Regions from separate parts of the Cricetulus griseus genome. Here region 1 is linked to region 2. A link is a contact called in public Hi-C data. All regions are on one chromosome and are shown on one strand. The core of a region is the stretch at or near the end of the contact, and the rest is flanking DNA. Distances in the headings are between cores, read along the strand shown.

What was found. Hi-C and Micro-C count contacts between places; a contact is called where the count stands out from the background.
Region 1: a contact with region 2 is called in a Hi-C map of liver, with 3 times the contacts expected there. The contact joins the enhancer-like site here to the promoter of Lipc in region 2. A contact is called at or near these places in 2 of 8 Hi-C or Micro-C datasets (fibroblasts and liver).

Annotation. Positions count from the first base shown.
Region 1 is chr4:182,636,221-182,639,607 of CriGri-PICRH-1.0, reverse strand. No RefSeq gene overlaps it. Among named protein-coding and RNA genes, the nearest start is that of Aqp9, 51 kb to the left of the region's middle. Within about 2 kb of position 1,442, at least 1 of the 6 cell types and tissues checked has open chromatin away from gene starts, as enhancers often do.
Region 2 is chr4:182,490,779-182,494,086 of CriGri-PICRH-1.0, reverse strand. It overlaps Lipc (hepatic triacylglycerol lipase), which reads left to right and starts at 1,410. Exons shown (of 9, transcript XM_027411221.2): 1 at 1,410-1,494. The coding sequence starts at 1,410.

The DNA.
Region 1 (3,387 bases), core at 193-2,692, 150 kb before region 2:
TAACCCATAAGCCATCTATCTCTCAACCATAGAACCTTGAGTTTCTTATATGTGCAGCTCACACAGAAGTTTCCCAGTCTGGATTTGCCAGGTTCTATTCAACAGCATAGCCAACCAACATTTTAAATAAAAGTGTGTATGACCTGTTTACAAAATTGCAGAGGACAAAAGGATAATTAGCATGTGGGTAGATTTGCATTGGGTTATTTTTAGCTGAAATGACCATTCTCTCAAAGTCACTTAGAGACTTTCCCTTGTCACTGGGATTTGTTTCCCTTCCTTAATTCCTGTTCCTCTTTCTTCCTTTCTTTTCTTTTTTACATGTGTATTTAAGTGAAGTGTGCATGTGTATTTGCATGTGTGTGGACATATGTGTGTGTGTGTGTGTGTGTGTGTGTGTGTGTGTGTGTGTGTGTTTATTGGTATGGAAGCCAAAGTGTGGAGCCTTCCTGGGCTGCTCTCCACCTTATCTATGGAAGAAGGGTCTCTCACTCGAACCCAGAACTCACCTTCTCAATTTGGCTAGTCTACCTACAGAGCTTGCTCTGGGGAACCCCTGTCTCTACCTCCCAAGCTCTGAAATTACAAACAGACTGGATACCTGGGGGGCAATTGCATCATTTGCATGGATCCAAACTCCTATCCTCACCTTTGAATGCCAAATGATTTATCCACAGATGCATCTTCCTCATCCTTTCCTCACTTCTAGGGTGCTCACACACTTCTCCAAATCCCGTTACTAACCATGAGCCCATGTTTCCTTCATCTTCTAATCTTGGCAGAACTGAGTGACCTGTAGATCTGGCACATTCCAGAGCTATACAAAATATGGCCATGGGACCCAGAAATCTCAAAGAGTAGCTGCAGTGGGTTTGCCAGTTCCAGATGGAGCCCCAGGTGATTTAAATCATATGAAACACTCTGTGGTCACAAAGGTGAGAGATGGGCATGAGGTGGGGAGACACTGTTTAATATAATATCTATTATATATTAAATTTAAACACTGTTTAATATAGAGAGAGAGGAAGGGAGAGGGAGATTTTAATGTTTTTTTAATTTGATGCATATGGGTGTTTTGTTTGCATGTATATATTACATTGTGCAGTGCCATTGGAGACCAGAAGGTTCATGCAGTGCAGTTAGGGACCAGAAGAAGGTGTTGGGTCCTCTGCAACTGGAGTTATAGATGGTTGCATCTATCATGTGGGTGCTGGCAGTTGAAGCAGGGTCCTTTGGAAGAGCAGCCAGTGCTCTGAACCACTGAGCCATCTCCTGTGTCCCATAATCAATATTTGGAGTCAAAAGAACAAAGATAGGGAGAGGCCCCATTTGGGGCAGATGGTTAGTGTGAACATGTGGCAGACACAAAGCAGCATGGCCTTCCTTCTTATGTGGTCACCAACACTGTGCCTTTAGTCATGGGCTAGCCACGTGCCTTTCAAATTTCCAGAGACATGAAAATAAGGAAGTCAATCTTAGAGATGACAGATTAACCACTGCCCTCCTTTCATTCTGCTGTGGTGATAAAAACACTCTGACCAAAAGCAACTTGGAGAGGAAAGGTCAGGAACTTATACTTCCAGGTCACACCCAACGTTGAAGGAATTCAGGGCAGGAACTCAAGTCATGAACCTGGAGACAAGAATCATGGAGAAACCTGTTTATCGGCTTGCTTACCTAGCTTCCTTCTACAGCCCAGGGCCACCTGTCCAGAAAATGGTTCTACCCAGTAGAGGGCAGGGCCTTTCTATATATCAATTAGGACAATAAAGAAAATGTCCATAGACAAGTCCATCGGCTAATTTAATAAAGGCAATTACTCAATTGGGTCTCTTACGATGTGATTCCAAGCAGTATCCAGTTGACAGTTAATGCTATTTAGGACAATTTGTCATCATAAGACACTGTAGCTACAGTAACAGTGACAAACCCCAGGAGTGCTGGGTGTTTTCTACCCATCGCCCATGTTCCTAGGTACTTCCACACATCTTCCTGTTTTGAACATCAATCCTGGGAAGGAAGTGTGATCATTCTCATTGTGCAAATGGGTAAACCAAGGCTCAGAGAAACTGAATGACCGGCCTTAGTTCACCATGAAAAGGGCCAGGATCTCAACCCAGGTGTGTTGGCTTACTAACCCTGAGCTCTGAAGATCCTAAGATGAATTTATGTGTGATCATGTGGGGAACAAATTAGTGTTCATTAGGAAACCACACAAGTTGATAACAGCCAGCCATGTCAGACAAATTTAAATCACTTCCCTAGAGAGTTCTTTCCTGAAAATACAAGGAAAGAAAAAATATCTCTCAACTGCAAATTCTCCACAAAGCCATCACGAACCAAAGGAAAAATAAAAGCCATGCGGGAAGCAACTGATGAGCCAGGTTTGTAGCTAGAACATTTCTCACGTATCACTCAGAGGATGGAACAGATCCTACTCCATTGGCTTGAGTGTCCTCCCAGAGGACTCCAAATTGGCCAGGTCCCATTCAAAAACTTAATCAATGTTTTGAATGAAGCATGCATGGCGTGTTTGTAAAATTGCAGAGGATAAAAGAGTAATTACTATATGGATGGCATATTTGGAAGCATTTTCTTTTTTAGCTGGAACAACCATTCACAAGATGTTGTTCCATTAAAGTATCAAGACTTACTCAGAAAGATATTTAAAACACCCTGCTAGAAGATTAACTGTATGCAGTTGGAGAGATGACCCAGCATTAAGAGCACGCACTGCCCTTGCAGAGGACCAGTCTTTGGTCCCCCAGTATCTATGTCAGATGGATTAAAGCTGCCTGTAACTCCAGATCCAGGAGATTGGATGCCTTCTTCTGACCTTTACTGACACCTGCAGAAGCGCACAAACCCACCCCACCCCGAGTAACACACAGGTAAACACATATTTAAAAACAAAAATCTTTGAAAAAAAGACTAAATATGCCAGGTCCCACTCATCAATTTTATTAATGACTTTGATAAAATATGTATGATATAATATATGCATATCAAATTGCAGATGATATAAAGGATGATTATTAGATGGCAAAATATTCTGTTAGATATGAGGTAATCGTCACAAAATACAATAAGGGAATTTTATAAAATCCTTCATAATTCCATGACACCATTTAGGAAGAGACTGGAGAAATAACCTAACAGCAGTCTCATGATAAACATCAGGGTCTAACAGCTGGCTTCACAGCTGATCTGACCACCAAGAATAAGTTAAATCCAGGATTAGAGATAAACAGAGACACCACACTTCCATCGTCAGCATTAGCCATACCCATTTTGGTTCTAGGGATTTTTTGAGAGGGTTGTTTTGGTTATTTATTGCTATATGTCAAATTCCCCCAAATAACCCCCCCATACATTGCCCTCATTCGT
Region 2 (3,308 bases), core at 161-2,660:
CCGCAGACCTATGGATGCATCTCCCTGCTCACTAGCCATCTTTGTATTCTCAGAACACACCAAACATATTCCAACCTCAGGACCATTGCCCTAACTGGTCCAAAAACTCTTCCCCACAGAATCACTCCTTCACATCCCTCAAATCCTTTGCTTCAAGTTGAATTTCTGCACAAGAGTCACTCTGAGCACTCTATTTAAAAATCGCTATTTTCCCATTATCCCTGTTATTTCTTTACTTTTACTTCAGTTTTTGAGACAAGATGTCGTGTAGCACAGGCTGACTTTGAACTCACTGGGTAGCCAGAGATGACCTTGAATTCCTGATACTTCTGCCTCTACCTCCAAGTGCTGGTGTTACAGGCATGTGCCACGGTACGCACTGCATTAGAGATCCAACCAAGCACTCTGCCAACTGAGCCACGTTCCCAGTCACACAGTTCTCATACATGTACCTCTGCTTTATTATGTCTACTTTCTATCGCATAATTCTTCTCACCCCATGGTACATAAATTCCACAGGGACTGTAGTGCTTGTCTGTTTTATTCACTTAGCTATCTCAAAAGAACCGTGCGGGTTACACAGTGGTGTTCAATATACAGCATTTATTTGTTCAGTGTGGACATACAAAATAAATAAAATTTAAACAGCACCCGAGAGCCAAGAAATCTTGCAAGAGTTGCACACCGCGGCATCTTCCCCGAATGCTTTTGCCCAATGACCTTGCTTCCTAGCCCTCAGCTCTCGACTGAACATTAATTAACCCAGTGAGTGAGTTTATCCTGGGGTATCTCTCAACAGGGCTCTCAGCAAGACTCTGATCTTTGCTTCTCACCCAGTTCCTTCTTAACCTGAGCTCACCGGTTTCCAGCCCCTCTTTCAGCTGTAGAATTGTAGCTCCTCCACACTTACGTTGCAGCCATCTGGAACATGGCTGAATTCAACAAGAAGCAGAGTTCCTGGAAATTCGGCTCTTCTCTCTCTTTGGGGTCAGCCTACTATTTGAAACACCAGGTCCATGACACTTCCTCTCCTTCAAGGGACTTTAGAGGGAAACACAGGCAATGATGCAGAGGTCACCTACCCTACCTTTGAGAAAATATCCAAACACAACACACTAATTGATTGATTCTGAACTATGAGCTTGGTTCAAAAGGAAAAAAGACCTGGTGAGGTGTTTTATTTACAAAATCTATCAAAATAAAGTGTTTCTGTGGGTCATTCTTTTTGGTACTAGAAATTGTTAGATTTGGATTGGGGGAGGCAAAGAAAGTGTCCAAACACTAGGTAATATGTTTTAAGGTTAATAATTAATGGGGGCCTTCCCCAACTGAGTACCAAGAAGCATTCTGGTCTCTTTAGTTCTAGACATTAACAAGAAGACCTCGGACCCCAGGGTGAGACAAGAGAAATGGGAAGTCCCCTCCATGCCCCCATCTTCCTGGTTTTATGCATCTTTATCCAGTCAAGTGCCTGCGGACAAGGCTTGGGGACAGGTAGGAATTTATCTTTTCTCTAAAAACGGCTGTGGATTTTTCTTTATTGAACGTGTTGCAGAGATTGATGATGGGGGATGGAATTTGCTTCAGAACACAGAAAGTGGTTCTGTTAGTGGCGCCTAAGGCACCCAGTGCTGTTGCAGCACTTTATGAAAGGAACTGGATTTCCAAAAGGCTGCTCTGAGAACAGATACAGTAAAAAGCCCCCGCAACTAGCAGTGCGGCCTCTGGTATGGGGTGATATGGACACCATGCGAAAGAAGATTTGCTCAACAGACAATGATCTGAAAACTCGGGATCTTCCTAAGGGTTCATTTGGATTCTAATTTGCCATCGGGAGTGTGGTGTGCAATCAAATGCTCTGTCTTCCTGGGGTTGTGAATCAGCTTGCTCGCTCCAAAGAGAGGGGAATCAGAGTCCTATTTCTAGTCCAGTCTAAAGTAGAGATGTCATTGTATGTTTCCTAGTCGTTAGTTTTCTAACAAAGTTTTTTTCCTGGGCTAAAGAGCCACCAACAATTGTTTAGTCTGTGGCTTCATAAACTAAACTAATGGCCAAGGATACACTCACAAGTTCCATCAGGAAGATGGAATTGGGTTCCTACTGAATGGTGGTGAGTTAGATCAGCAAATGATGGGATTGAAATAACTGAACAATTAGACAGGGGTTTGGAACCTTACTTCTGTGCCCGTTGTCAACAAGATCTGGTGGTAGAGGCCCAAATTATTTTTAAAATTGGATTGATGGATGGATGGATGGATGGATGGATGGATGGATGGATGGATGGATGGGTTGATGGATAGATAAGTTAATTTGGAGACAGGGTCTATGTAGCTGTCTTAGGGTTTACTATTGCTGTGAAGAGACACCATGCTATGAAAACTTTTATAATGAAAACATTTAGTTGAGGGGGGCTTGATTACAGTTCAGAGGTTCAGTCTATTATGATCGTGATGGGAAGCATGGCAGTGTGCAGGCAGATGTGGTGATGGAGCTGAGAGTGTTACATCCTACAGGCAACAGGAAGTCAACTGATTGTCACACTGAGTGAAGCCTGAGAAATAGACCTCAAAGCCTGCCCCCATAGTGATACACTTCCTCCAACATGACCACACTTCCTCCAAGGCCACACCTCCTAAAAGTGACACTCCCTTTGGGGGCCATTTTCTTTCAAATTACCACAGTAACCAAGCTGGCCTCAACCTTGAGGTCCTCGTGAGCACTGGGGTAACAGACTTGAGCCTCTACATCTGCCAGAGACTTAGACTTTCCTTTCCTCAAAGGCTATGCTTGGGGCTGGAAAGATGGGAAAGTGGTTAAGAGTTCTTGCTACTCTTCCAGAGGACCCACGTCCAGCTCCCAGCACCCATACCAGGTAGCTCACTCACAATTCCCTGTAACTCCAGGGACCTGACACTCTTCTGGCCTCAACAGACTCTGGCACTTATGTGGTGCACCATCCTAGGTTTCTATTGTTGTGATAAACACCATGACAAAAAGTAACCTGTGGAGGGAAGGGTTTAGTTCAGCTTACATGCTCCAATCATGAAGGGAAACCAGGGCAGGATCTGGAGGCAGGAACTGAAGCAGAGGCTTGGGAGTAACAGGACTTAATGGGTTGCTCCTCCTGGCTTATTGAGCCTGTTTTCTAACAGCACCATGGACCACTAGCCCAGGAGTGGCACCACCCACAATGAACTGGGCTCCCCCACATCCATCATCAATCAAGAAAATGTGTCAAAGGCTTGCCCACAGGCCAATCTGGTGGTGGCATTTTCTTGGCTTTAGTTCCTCTAGCCTGTATCAAGTTG